Regions from separate parts of the Mus musculus genome. Here region 1 is linked to region 2. A link is a contact called in public HiCAR-type data. All regions are on one chromosome and are shown on one strand. The core of a region is the stretch at or near the end of the contact, and the rest is flanking DNA. Distances in the headings are between cores, read along the strand shown.

Evidence for each region. HiCAR-type assays count read pairs that join an accessible place to other places.
Region 1: a contact with region 2 is called in a HiCAR-type map of fibro-adipogenic progenitors, with 2.9 times the contacts expected there. The contact joins two enhancer-like sites. A contact is called at or near these places in 10 of 484 Hi-C or Micro-C datasets (the AML12 cell line, the CH12 cell line, cortical glia and 6 more) and 2 of 115 datasets of contacts at active chromatin or transcription factors (embryonic stem cells and fibro-adipogenic progenitors).

Annotation. Positions count from the first base shown.
Region 1 is chr12:71,934,323-71,938,016 of GRCm38.p6, forward strand. It overlaps Daam1 (dishevelled associated activator of morphogenesis 1), which reads left to right. Exons shown (of 26, transcript NM_026102.3): 4 at 2,237-2,308. Among named protein-coding and RNA genes, the nearest start is that of Gm40440, 100 kb to the right of the region's middle. Within about 2 kb of position 2,384, at least 54 of the 459 cell types and tissues checked have an H3K27ac peak or open chromatin away from gene starts, as enhancers often do. A contact at or near this core is called in fibro-adipogenic progenitors, where this site is marked.
Region 2 is chr12:71,787,287-71,791,251 of GRCm38.p6, forward strand. No RefSeq gene overlaps it. Among named protein-coding and RNA genes, the nearest start is that of Daam1, 42 kb to the right of the region's middle. Within about 2 kb of position 2,230, at least 13 of the 459 cell types and tissues checked have an H3K27ac peak or open chromatin away from gene starts, as enhancers often do. A contact at or near this core is called in fibro-adipogenic progenitors, where this site is marked.

The DNA of each region.
Region 1 (3,694 bases), core at 1,134-3,633, 150 kb after region 2:
CTTAACTGTTAGTATTATTCAAACATTTCAAAGTACAAAGTCTTCCTTCTATGCACTAGTCTTCAGTTTCTAAAATAATCCCTGTTTTGTATCCAGGACTGTGGAGCTTACAACAGATAGGCTTTTGTGGAACCTTGGACATAGGACTTGGTTTTGTTTGCTTTGGAAATTTGCCCTGATTTGGGGAGAATAGAAAGATCTGGCACCTTCTATTTCATTTTATAGGTTCAAATACCATTGACTATCACTGAGGGTTTTGGCTTGTTAAATACGTTAGTAGCAGCAGGCTTTTGCTAATTTTAGTGCTCCTTCTAAGAGGAGAGCTGGGTTCAGCATTTATTCTGCCACTCTAGCTCTTTTATTAATGTGGTAAATTATAGCCAAGAGCCATTCTTAAAACTCATCAGGCTTTCTGAATGTTTTTAAATCACAAGAGTGTAATCCTGCCCAACTTCAAAGCCACTGCTATACCCGTGACCCTCATCTGTGTCCCTTGCTGCCCACTCAGGTGGCCCTGTAAACAGCCATTTTCCTTCTTGTTACTGCTTGTTACTGCTTGAAAATAGTTTTTTGTTTGTTTGTTTGTTTTGTTTTTCGAGACAGGGTTTCTCTGTACAGCCCTGGCTGTCCTGGAACTCACTCTGTAGACCAGGCTGGCCTTGAACTCAAAAATCCGCCTGCCTCTGCCTCCGAGTGCTGGGATTAAAGGCATGTGCCACCACGCCCGGCTTTTGAAAACAGTTTTGAACTATATTTCTTTGATCACCTAAGCAGACTCACTTGGAAGTATCTGCCTAGAGACAGTGGTGTGTGTGTGTGTGTGTGTGTGCGTGTGCGTGCGTGTGCGCGTGCGCTCGCGTGCGTGTTTGTAGGGCGAGTAATGGTGGCTCATAGCTATAACCTCAGCACTTAGAAATCTGAATCAGGAGGATCACTCTACAGTCCTACAGTTGAGACCAGCCTGGGTTACAGAAAGAGGGAAAAAGGGAGGGATTTTTAGAGATAAGGTCTAAGCCTAAAATTAAAAGCTCCTCCTAGAAATCACTCTTCCAAGGCCCAATGCATGAATGTTTGGATGGATGGATGGATGGATGGATGGATGGATGGGCTGCTGAAACTAAAAAACTGAAGCCAGCAGTATAGCAGTAACTCCTTGGGCATCAGACAGCCGCTGTGTGTACATGGCAGTGTCTTCTCCTTGGGTGACCCATTATATCGGGGTGCTCTCTTAATGGAAAGTCCTGGTTACAGGAATACCTCTCTCAGCACAAAGGTGTGCGAGATTGTGGAAGCCAAGCACAGCGTGCCTCCTGGCTGAGCTTGCTGTGTCTCCAACAGAGACTACAGCTGACAGGGAGGTCCAGGTTAGGCGTGTCAGTGAACTCCATCCACAGATGCGCCAGCTGTTTTGGCTCAAGGTCACCTGGGTTGTGAGACACATCTAGCTGAGGTGGGTTTGGGTTTCAGGTCTTTTTAGCAGACACACACTCTATTTCCTTTCCTTTCCCTTTTTCCTTTCCTTTTTTCCTTTGCTTTCCTTCTTTTTTTTTTTTTTTTTGGTTTGTTTTTCAAGACAGGGTTTCTCTGTGTAGCCCTGGCTGTCCTGGAACTCACTCTGTAGACCAGGCTGGCCTCGAACTCAGAAATCCGCCTGCCTCTGCCTCCCAAGTGCTGGGATTAAAGGCGTGTGCCACCACTGCCTGGCACACTCGTTTTTCTAACATAGCTCCTGAGCTGGGTCAGCAGGAGACCTGTGCCTGGGACTAACATGTGTTCTCTTGTTAACTCCACCGGTGTCAGTAGCCCCTTTCAGCCACATCAAATGAAATCCTACTTCACAATGAAATCTAAATAACTGATAGAAACAATCTAGTCACCAACTGGCCATGTCTCTGGCCACTGTAAAGACAGGTCTCCTTCACTCTTGAATTTCATACAGCTGTGACATCCCCATGTAGTCCTCAGTGTGACATGAGACCTAGAATATCCTTCTCAGTACCATTATGTCACTAAAAAAAGAAAATGTTACTCCCTGGCGTGAATTCAATTCCCATGTACCCTTTAAGTAGATGACCCGATACTGTAAAACAATAAGTGTCTCCTGTATTCTCGTGGCTTTGCAGACCACCATCATGATGCACAGGACATCAGCTCTCTGCTGCTCCATGTGGGCCTCTGGTAATGTGTTACCTTGTCACTTTTTCTTACTTTGTTTTATTTCTTTTCATTTTTGTAGGACCAGGAAGAAAACAAGGGAGCAACCAGTTGGCCCGAGTTCTACATTGATCAGCTCAATTCCATGGCTGCTGTAAGTATTACTTACATTCTGTGACAGCCTAAAATAGGGTACAGAGTACACAGTTGCACAATGAGCTTGATTGAGTAAGCCCTTCTGAATGCTGTTACCTTTCCAAATTCCATTCCAGACACTCAGTGTTTGAGGTGTTGGGGACGAGGGGCTGAAAGGTTGCCTAGTGAAGTAACTTTTCTAGTGTGTTTTAAATAGAATCTACACACACTAACATATGATTGGTCTTAATGTTATAAGAGGAAATGCCATTTGAAACATGGCTTGCATTCAACTTGGACTTGCTGTTGCTGTGACTAATTATTGGGAGTGTTGCAACAACACTCCTGTGGACTGTAGGCTTTTCTAACAGTTCTATGACCTAACTGTCCCTTCATCATGTTCATACCCATCTCCCTCTCTCTGGGAACTTAGCTCCTTCCTGACTTCCTGATCTCATTGGTGGCCGAGAGGTTCATATACAGAATCATAACATGACTTGATAAAATGCTGTAATAATCAGAATGCTCTAGGGAAAGCTGTGATCTATAGTTAGCAGTTAAACTGCGTTCTCAGTATCTGAGTTCTGGCCTCTGAGATGTTAGCACTCTAGGCAGCCTGAACATCATCTATTAATCATAGCTAAAATTCACAACAGAAAATAAGTCACCAGCCTTTGAACCTTAGTAGCTTAAATCCTGTTGCCATTGATGAAAACTGAAGGTCGAAGTCTTTGCCTCTCATGGCATTCTCATGATTTTCAGAATGGGTTGTATCCAACTTTAAGTTGATAATATGAAATAGAAGGCTCTACTCTCCCGAGTGCTCTACTCTCTGCTGCCTCTACCCAGGTCCTCATGGAGAGCTGTCTTACCACTCCAAGACCTTTAATGTGATCTAGGTTTTATTGCTACTCCCACTGCAAAAGGTAAAAACCAACCCGGATCCATGAATTTGCTGCTCTTATTTAAGTTCTGCAGGGCCTTGACTTTCAGTTTCTTCCTCTTCTTTCCTGTTTCTTTCTTATTCTGCTGCTGTACCTTGAGTAATAAACAGCCTGTTAGGTGTGACCAGGACTGCACAAATTATAGAAGAAGCCACAGAAGCGTTTGCCTTGAGGGTTTATAGGAGAGGAGAGGGGGAGGGGGAGGGAGAGAGGAGAGAGGAGAGAAGGAGAGGAGAGGAAAAGAAGAGGAAAGGATCTGAATCCCACATCCACCAAACTCCATTCCATACACTGCTTCTCCAGCGATGAGAAAATGGGGACACTGGTGTCTGTGGATGAGCTAACAGAATGGGAGGGTTCTGAAGACTGCAGGGACTTCTCTGTGTGTCCACCCAAGTAATAATAATTTGGAGCCATTCACCATTTCTTGCATGTAGAGGTTGTTTGTGAGTTCTTGTTCC
Region 2 (3,965 bases), core at 980-3,479:
CCCTGTCCCCTCCAGGTTCATCAACCTTTCTCTCAATTGTTCCATGATGCTTCCCAAGCTAAAGAAGCAAATTTCTGGTTTCATAAGGAATATACAGTGGGAACAAAAGTCTCCTGAAGATACTTAGATATCTATCAATGACCTGGAGCAAGGATGGTAAATCTGTGTGCATATGATGTCCGTGTCCTCTATTATCCCCTTCATTATTTGGCCAATTAAGCCAATGAAAATCCTCACCCATTTCCATGTCTTATTAATGTCAAAACCCCTTAAGTATTTGATATGTGTTGGTCATCTAGCAATGCAACTATCAGGATTGTGCAGAATTAGCAAGTCCTAGACTTTTTTGAAAATCAACAGAAATTCTTCCTCCAACTTTTCTCTCACTGAGCGTCATTCAGTTATATTTCTTTTCCCTTCCAACACTTTCCTGATTTAGTGTCCCTTTTAAATTCATCTGTCATGATTAATTAAAGACACATCATTTCCTAGGATACTAAATGGTCATACTGAAGACCAATCTACTCATAAGAAACTTAAAAACAGGCGATGTTTATGCAGCATCTTTAGAAATCAATAAAACCCTTCCTCCACAGCTTCCATCCTGGAGAAACATTGCTCTGTGAAAGAAAACAGCAGCTGATAAAGGTGGATAGTGATGGCTGTGTTCTCGGTGAGCAACAGAAAGGACTGACAACAAAGGAAAATGAGCAATTAGGCATCCTTTCTCATGATGGAGCCAAGTGTGGCTCCTAGTCTTCACATCTTTCTACTTCCAATGGGTGGGGCTATTAACAATGGACCAAGCCTGGTATCAGGCAGGAAGAACTTCAAGAAGTTTGGGTTCCACCTGAAAGTCAGTCCTTTTGGCCTTGATCTTGAGCATGGACTGATGGTGGAACTCCTCACATGTTCAGTTACTTAGTCACTTAGTCACTCGGTCAATATTTTCAGTACATTTTGTAGCCCAGATACAATGTTGACATGATTCCTCTCAAAGGTAAGGCCAAGAATAGTATGGGAAGGCTTTGGCCTTTGTTCTCTATTACCCCAAATAAATTCTAAACTTTGTTTTATAAAGCATTTCTGGAGTCACTGTTGGTCTGATCCTCTTGGAATTTACATATGCTTAGCACCATCAAGCAAGCTGTCAGTGACGGTCTAGTACCACTGGTGCTCTGATAGTGACATAAAATAGCACTGTTGATTCAAGAATGACATTAAATCCATAGAAAAATGTGGCATCTATTATGATGAGTTCTATTATGGTTGATTTTGTCTCAACATGATTGAATTAAAAGGTATCTAGGTAACTGATAAAATATTTTCCTTCATATATCTGTTAGGACATCTCTAGATGAGATCAACACTTGAATCAGTAGGCTGCATAATGATCCAACCTCAACAATGTGGGTGGGCATCATCAATCCTTTAGGATCCTACCCAGATCCAGCAAACAGAACAATAGTGAGTTGTTTTTTTTTTTTAATAGAACTGAGACATTTATCACTTCCTACGCAAGAACATCAGAGCTCTTAACTCTTGGCCTGAGGACTCCAAGACTTAGACCAGCAGAACTCCCTTCCCACTCTCAGGCCTTTAACTTTCAACTGCAGTTATACAAGTGTTTTCCTTGGATCCCAGGCCTTTGAACTTGAGCCAAATGACCAAATCGGTTTTTTGAGTCCTCTAGCTCATAGATGGTCTAGAGGACACAGACAGAGATTTAAGGCATGATGGGAAACAGGCAAAGAGTAGATAGGGAAACAACCCGGAATGAGGTCACTCAGTATCTCAACTGTCAAAGGGAAAGAATGCGTGCCATAGCCCAGCAGCTTAATGTTAGTCTTGGAGGGCCAAATGTGAGGACTGAAGACTGAGACATGGGAGATGAGTCAATAGAGATGATGCTAGAGACATAGGCAGGACCAGATGAGAGAGGGCCATAGCCATGAGATAGGATTTGGATTCTAGCCTAAGAGAAATGGAAGTGAAATCAAGAAGTTTGAGGAGGGCCAGTGAACTGATTGCCATGCCTGGAAAAACAAGGTTGGGAATGCAGAGAAGAAAGTAAAGCTGGAGAGAAAGATTTTATCTGTAAAATGCAGCAGCAGGTCTTGGGGCTGAAGCCCTGGTAGTGGCAATGGGAATGGAGAAAGTATGGAGCAATCCAAAGAGCTGCAGTGACAACCAGTTGCCAAAAGGATGCTTAGTAAGGAGTTCCCAGCTGCACAAATTAAAGCTTGAAACAGATGTGTCCACGGGACTGTGCCTCCTCCAACAGAACTGAGCACAGGACTCCTTTGTTTCTTTTAGCTTCTGAATTTCTGTGGTGTGTGTGTGTGTGTGTGTGTGTGTGTGTGTGTGTGTGTGTACATGTGTGCACATGTGCATGGGGGCCAGGTATTGATGTCAAAAGTTTTCCTGAAATATACTCCACAGGAGATACTGAGGCAAGGTGGGCTTACTCCAGCTGCCTAGCATTCAGTGGGGTCCAGGGATCCAGACTCTAATCTTCACACTTGGACAGCAAGGGTGTAACCTGCTTTTGGATTCTTCTAGCAATCTGTGATGCTCCACAGCTTTTGAGGCCATTGTTACAGTCCCGTGCCTCCTCACCGAACCTTTCGTCTGTAAGGTTGTGTTTCTACGTTCAAATGCCCTTTTCTAAGATGATGGTCAGACTGAACTTATAATAATGATTTCATTTCAACCTCTTTGTGAGCCATGCTCCCACATAAGGCCATATTCTGAGGACCAGGAATTCTGCATACCTTTGGAAGGAACATAGTTCAAGCTCAGCCTCCATCTGCTCAATGCCCCGGGTAGTATGGCTGCCTGGTTCACAGAGGCTGTGCCCAGAATTCCAGGTCACTCCTGGCTCCTCCTCACCCTCCTCAATGGCTAGCCTACTCTCAGCCTAGGAAATGAGATCATTGGGCCCTTCCTTCTCCCGCTGTCTAGGTTTGCTCTCATAACACTGTGTGCACCATGTCCCAAGGACATGACATTCCCATTTCGCTGGTCATTCCTAATATCACTTTTTACTTATTTTTCAGCCCATGAGATCAGGGTATCTCTCAAAATGTCATGCATAGACGACTTGCAATATAGGCCATCAACAAATGTAGTATGTACAGACACTGTTTTAGAACCCAGTTTTCCAAATGAACCTTTATACCTGTCACTGAGAGAAAGACCTTTCAGCTCTGTTTAATCACAGAGAACAGGTATAGGGAGGGCCCTGTCCAGAAGCAATACCTGTGGGGCCCAAATAAATATTTGATGATGTTGATATATTTTTGTTCAAGTTGAGGGAACAGCATCCACAGATGTATGTATAGAGGTGTGTTTTGCAAAGTGTTTGTTCTCAATTATACTAGAACCTGTATCAGAACTTTACTTGTTAATAATGTAGTATGTTATGGTAACGGAGCATTTTCTAAGCACAGATGCCTGCCATCTATTTATAAGCAAATCCCTGAGAGTAGCAGCCAAAGGTGGGAGACTCCAGGAGAATGTATGGGCTGACAGAATGACTAAGCTCACACATACAGCAATGGAAGAACTAAAGACAATTTAAGAGTTGTAAGCCCAATAGAAAATTTGGTCTTTTGAAGCAGTTACTGAAAATTTCAAATTGGAATGTTACCACTCATTTCATTTTCCACTTTATAAAGATGGACTACCATTATGGTACCATTCACAGAAAAGATATTTCTTTCAATTTCCTTAAGCCAGCTATTTCTAATGACAACTGATAGGGACAACCAGCCTGAACTGGGGAAGGAGCTCACTAGTGAAGCGTGTGCTTAGCATGTGCTTAGCAAGGTGTTTCTGTTCCCAACATATGAATATACACATGCACACATATTCACATATATATACACAAATGAACACATATACATGCTCACACATGTATTCACACATGCATGCACATGTGTGCACAATACATACATACACAT